Linked DNA regions of Hordeum vulgare: region 2 is linked to region 1. Evidence: chromatin contacts called from public Hi-C data. All regions are on one chromosome and are shown on one strand. The core of a region is the stretch at or near the end of the contact, and the rest is flanking DNA. Distances in the headings are between cores, read along the strand shown. Region 1 holds the start of LOC123439563 (polygalacturonase ADPG2-like). Region 2 holds the start of LOC123439567 (probable glutathione S-transferase GSTU6).

What was found. A called contact is a pair of places that touch in the nucleus more often than the background predicts.
Region 2: a Hi-C map of seedling shows a contact between it and region 1, with 4 times the contacts expected there. The contact joins the promoter of LOC123439567 here to the promoter of LOC123439563 in region 1. A contact is called at or near these places in 2 of 6 Hi-C or Micro-C datasets (leaf and seedling).

What each region holds. Positions count from the first base shown.
Region 1 is chr3H:79,661,422-79,664,605 of MorexV3_pseudomolecules_assembly, forward strand. LOC123439563 (polygalacturonase ADPG2-like) reads right to left here and starts at 1,864. Exons shown (of 8, transcript XM_045116259.1): 1 at 1,721-1,864; 2 at 1,512-1,643; 3 at 1,240-1,389; 4 at 766-973; 5 at 539-620; 6 at 305-416; 7 at 21-134. The coding sequence starts at 1,765.
Region 2 is chr3H:80,176,063-80,179,132 of MorexV3_pseudomolecules_assembly, forward strand. It overlaps LOC123439567 (probable glutathione S-transferase GSTU6), which reads left to right and starts at 1,340. Exons shown (of 1, transcript XM_045116263.1): 1 at 1,340-2,500. The coding sequence starts at 1,639. The coding sequence ends at 2,391. It overlaps TRNAP-AGG (a tRNA gene), which reads right to left and starts at 2,612; the gene lies at 2,541-2,612.

The DNA.
Region 1 (3,184 bases), core at 614-3,113:
AGTTGAGCAAGTTTCCTTACCCGTTCTGGACAGTTTCCATGGGGGCAATAGAACTGGTCAATGTCGATAGGATATTGGACTTCAGTCATGTTGAGGTCCCTGAAAATGAATCCGTTCGCTTTGCCTTCCCCTCCCTACATTCATAACATCATATATGTAATATTTTTAGGGGAATAATGCTATATATGCCTATGGCTTGCAGTGGTGTATGCAACCAACAGTTGAAACTTGAAATCTTTAATCTGATGCATGGGACACATATGCGCAACACAGAGAAGGCATGTAGATACAGCTTCAGTGTTACCTGCCACGATTTGATCCTGACACCGTTCATCGTATTAAAGAAGTTGCAGTTGGATACAGTAACACTCTCCACCATCGCTGGGCCTTCACCATCAGCTCCAAGGCTTCCCACACTACATAACAAGATGAAAAAAGCTGCTTAGCTTAATGTATGCCACTCACTAGAGAAGTTCATCAATCCTTATGCACTTGGTCAGTACAGGCCTGCATGAGAAAGGATGTACATTTGTATTACCTAATGCCATGACCAGGCCCACACGTGATGTCGGTAACGTTGACATCGGTCGTGCCCGTCAGAATCGACACACAGTCATCGCCTGCACTTGTCGAATGTATCTATGTCAGCAGCAGTGTTGCAAGCATACATATCAAGAGTGTTGCAAACACACGTGTGGTCATACTGCAACACACATGGAAGTAATGGGTTTTATCAAGGGCTACTCAAGGAGGGCGGGGCTGTACCGGACTGGATGGAGCAGGAGGAGATGTGCACATGGCTGCAGCCCCCCATGGTGATCCCGTCAGTGTTGGGGCTGTCGCCAGGGGCGGTGATGGAGACGTTGTTCACCTGCGCGTGGCTGCACTTGTACATGCTGATGTGCTTCTCGGCGCTGTCCTTGAGGCGTATGTTGGTCACCCGTAGACCGTTGCAGAACGAGAATGCCACCAGCTGGTTTACATGTGTGTGCAGGTCTGAATGAGTTTCAACATACATACAGATCGATCTTTGTCTTTCTATACCGGACTAGTAGTTCCGGATTGAAACTGAAAAGGGTATTTTTGGATCGACAACTGGAAGACGTGTTGCGTGTGTGCTTACCATTGGCCGGGCACTGCATTTCTGTCAGAGTTGAGAGGGGCAGCTGATCAGATTGTGGGCAAGATATGAAGATGGATTGAAGAAGCAACGGCTATGTTTGTGTCTGTTGTTGTTACCTTATGGTTGTGGCAATCCCACCAGGGGGCGCCTCGGCCGTCGATCTGGCCGCTCCCGTCCACCGTCAGGTTGTCGACCTCGTGGAAGGTCAGTATGTTTGACGATTTTAGCTGCCAGAGAGTTTTTGGCGCCACGATGTCCCCGTCCACCTGCAGAAACGCTCCAACCTCAGTTACATTGTCGGCTATTATATGTAATGTACTAGAGATTTGACAAGAAGATGGATGACCCAGGACGGTCAGATCGTCGGTAGACGGTAGGTGTTTGTTACCTGGACGGTGATGGGCGACCTGCAGGGTCCACTGAAAGTGGCGTCGCGCAGCAAGAAGGTCCTTCCTGCAGGGATGTACACGTTCGCCCCGCCGCTGTCTCTGCACGCTGAGTTCCATGTCTCCTCGAACGCCTAGACGGAGTATGCAGACGAGTAAGTCAGAAAGATCTCATCTGGTCTGATCGGCAATGTGTACCCTGTTGTTATACCTTGGTATCATCCGTCTCGCCGTCCCCAGCGGCATGGAAAGCCATGACGCTGTACCGAGTCCCTTCGCCTTTCCACACCGCTGTCGCCGTCGCCGCCGCGGCAGCAGATCGAACTGCGGCCGATACCACAAGAAGCAGCAGCACAACCCTCTGCCATTTTCAAGATCCTTACGTTAGGCTAAACAACATATAGATGATGATGATGAGAAGGAAAATCTACATGAAGTACTACTTTTCGACCGAGCTGGTGAGCAATGGTAGAGCGCATACCATGATGGTCACCAACGCCGCCACGATCAGCAACAGAATCGGCCGAAGAAGAGCTTTCCAGGGATGCTAGTACCGTCGGTCGAGTACTGATGATACAGCCAGTCGTGTGTGCGTCAATTTATACGCGCGCGAGACGGGGGCGCGCGAGCGCAGGCGTAGCAGCAGCAAATTGAAGCCAAATATATCTCGTTTGTCGTGGTAGTAAAAGCCGTGGGAATCAAAACTCTCCATGTATTTAGATCTCGTGTTGGAATTCATTTCTTATACGTAGGAGTAGCTAGGTTGGATCGGCGCAGGAGATCGCGGCCGTCTGTCCTTTCCAGGTTTTAAAAGAGGAGATAGCTAGCTGTGCGCGAGCCCCAAAATGCCATGCGGTTATCTCGCGCAGCTGGTCTGTGCGTTGATTGACAATAGAAATAAACTGCGCGCCATTTACAGAATGCAATCGCGGCCGTGTCCCCGCTTGGGATGGCTTGATTAAAAAGGAGGTGAATTTATATTCCCTTGGCGAGCAAGATACAGAGGATATCGTTGCGGGCGGTTAGGGATCAGGCGAATGCATGCATGCACGTGGGCCGTGCAATCGCGAGATGGACGGCCTGGATGGGGCCGTCCGGACAGTCGTCGACAGGTGGGACTCGCACCTATGGACAAGGGCAAAGTTATCAGACGTTTGACTCAGTCCGCCTGACATGTGGGACCGATGCTGACGTGGCTCGATATGCTTTTTTGGCATGAATATGCCTTACGTATACACACCGTATTTTCGTGTATAAGGACTGTATTGAAGCATTTTTCGAGTATGAGGACCATGTTGGATCTAGCCAGCAACTAAAAGGACCGTAGATGCAATTATCTCGCAGTGAATACTCCGAAAATACATTGGCCATCAACGTTTCTTGCGAGTCGTGATGATGGCTCACGTATGTGTGTTAGCGAAAAGTTTCTCCTACTTTTTTAAAATAAATAATCGGTGTAGTGTTTCATGATTTATCTCGAATTATCCTAATATTTAACGGAGCCAATTTTAGAGAAAGAAATGCAGAAGTATTGGGAACTGTGCATCCACATGAAACATACTCAAGTTAATGATTTAGAGAATCCATGACCGTCGAGGGGCATGTGCGAGAGGTGTGATCGCATATGCCTTCGATGAGGGATTAAAGCAGTCCTATTGTGAGAAAACCCAAGAAA
Region 2 (3,070 bases), core at 90-2,589, 510 kb after region 1:
TGCCCTCAAGAGGGGAGCGGCGTCAAATGCCGCCAACGACCGACCCTTGGGTCTGGAGTTTCCTCCGGAGTTGTCCCTCGCAGAGGAAGAGAGAGCGTCCCGTCGACGCCTTCAGGAAGGTCACGGCGTCCACGGACGCCGCCCTTCACAGGCTCCAACCATGGCCAGAAACGGGTTTTCACCCAGCCCTCGAAATCCTCTGGTCGACAGCCAATCCGTCAGCCCACCTTCGGACCTCCTCTACGCTGCACCTCCACGCATCAGCCACCCAGGCAGCCAAATCTTGCATCCCTATCGCCGCAGCACGATTGGATGCTCTCTCTTGGCCCGCAACCAACACCACCGCGCCGCCCAGCAGGAACGACGCCCGAGCTCCGGGGCCGCCCCGGCGTCCAGGCTCAGCCCCCCTGCAGCACCGCATCCGCACAGCCTCCAGCAGCCGCCGCCGCGCAGATCTGGCGCTGCCGCAGCAGCCCCCTCACGCCCCGCCACCAGCTGTGTCGCCGAAGCCCGACCGGAGCACCGGATCCCAAAGCCCCAGGCACCGGAACCCTGACCTGGGAGGGAGAGGGGTCGGTCGGGGGCCTTCACTTGCCTATCCCTGAGAGGGGTCATCCGCCACCGCGTAGATCTGGCGCCGCCACAGCAGCCCCCTCACGCCCAGCCACCAGTTGTGCCGCCGAAGCCCGACCGGAGCACCGGACCCCCAAGCCCCAGGCACCCCCGCGCCGCGACGCCCGACGCCGGCGCCGTCCCCTGGGCGGAGGGGTCGCTCCGCGCCGCCCCCGACCACCATGAGAACGCGAAGGCCCCACCGCCGCCGGCTCCGGTCGGGCCTTACCCGACCGAGCCCCGGGGCGGCGGCGGGGGAGACAGGCGAGGGAGGGGAGGGGGCTGGGCGGCGGATCTGGGATCCGCCCGGTCGCCGCGCGGGGCGACCTGGGAGGGCAGGCGTTTCCTCTCCACCGACAGAGTTAATGCACGTACGTTTGCAAGCTTCCCTTAAAAGGCAAGGCCTATGCGTTGTGCAACGAACCAGTTGGGCTTTTTTCAACATTGTTTGACTGTTGCAACACTTGTATACGAACGAACCCGACCATGACAACAGGCGAAGGCTGGAACCAACAGAGCGGGCGGTCGATGGGACGAGCATCGACGATGCGGGCGGTCGATGGGGCAGGCACCAGCGATGCGGACGGCAGCAGCACACGGACGCAGGGATCGCGTGGGTCGCATGCGATCGGCCCGAGCATTCAGCCAGCGCACCGGTTTCAACGTTTCCCTAAACAATTTTTTGAATGTCGACGAAAATCGGTGGTATATGATCCGCCTGGCCTCACTCTTACATGCTCATAGAGCCACCGAGGAAAGATCGGACCGACTGATGAGAGTTGTGCATATCTGACTTTCCATTCTTAGCTGTCACAACGAAAGAAAATAGCAAGAAATGGCCAGTTTGCTCACTTGGTCGCGCCAAAAATGGCATCCGAGATAGGATAACCATTCCGATTTTACACTCACGGCCACACCCTCGCCGTCACGCATGACGAAACGAGGTGCTATATCTGAGCAGGCAGACGATTCGTGCCCTGCGCCACACCAGATCCACCAACCACTCGACCGGCGGAGACAGCAGCAATGGCGGCGGCGGCGGCTGAAGCGACCGGAGGCGGCGGCGGCGGCAGGGAGGAGGGGCTGACGCTGCTGGGGTTCTGGACGAGCCCGTTCGCGCTGCGGGCGCGGTTCGCGCTGAACCTCAAGGGCATCCCCTACGAGTACGTGGAGGAGGACCTGTTCGGCGAGCGGGGCAAGAGCCAGCTCCTCCTCGCCTCCAACCCGGCCCACGGCGGGAAGGTGCCCGTGCTCATCCACGGCGGCCGCGCCGTCGCCGAGTCTCTGGTCATCGTGGAGTACGTCGACGAGGCGTTCCCGGAGAGCCTCCCGCGCCTCCTCCCCGACGACCCGCACGGCCGCGCCGCCGCCCGGTTCTGGGCCGCCTACGTCGACCAGAAGCTGCTCCCCACGTGGATCCCGCTCTACGGCGGGAAGACGGCCGAGGAGAGGGCGCGGGCGGCGGGGGAGGTCGTCTCCGTGCTGGAGGCGTTCGAGGGGGAGCTCGGGGACAAGGACTTCTTCGGCGGGGACGGCGTGGGGCTGGTGGACGTGGTGCTCGGCGGGTTCGTCGGGTGGTTGCGCGCGTCCGAGGCCATGTGCGGCGTGCGGACCCTCGACCCGGCCAGGACGCCGCGGCTGGCGGCGTGGGCGGGGCGGTTCGGCGCGCTGGACGGCGTGAGGGAGATCGTGCCGGACGCGGCGCCGCTGGTGGAGTACAACCTCATGAAGCGGGCTCGCCGCGGCCTGCCGTATCTGCCGCCGCACCAGACGCAGTAAATCGCTAGTTTTAATTCCAAGGCGAGTGGCTGGATCCATCGCGCGCAGAGGAGGAATTGAATTGATTTTGAATCTGATCCTTTAATAAAGTCTGTGTTCTTGTTTGGAACTCTGGATTTCTGCAGAGGCAAAAAAAAAAGAAAAATAAAGGGGCATTCCGAGAATTGAACTCGGGACCTCTCGCACCCTAAGCGAGAATCATACCACTAGACCAAATGCCCTTGTTCGAAATAAATTGGGCAAGTAGGTTATTTGAATATTTGGATTCCTGTATTTGACAACACAATGAACGAATTTTGTCGGTTTATAAATGAAACAACAAACATCCTAGAATCCGCAAAGCTACATCAGAAAACAGGTTCAAAACGAAAAGCAAAACAAGTTCACTCTTGTGAGCAACATCACAACAATATGCTCCAAGCCCGAATGGATACAACCAAGAGGAACAGATGGAGGGGCCAGTCTACGAGCCGAATCCCCCAACCGGGCGTGAAATCTTTGATGACGACATTTTCACGCTATTTACTAAGGGCCAATCACTAGTGTAAGAAACTATGCAATTTAAAAAAATGTATCAATAACGCATTGCCGCCGAATATTCTTAGTGACAAGCTTGATGTGAATGACGAAAACGGCCAACAAACGACACCAAACACAACCCAATGTTGCGTGAGCCCAA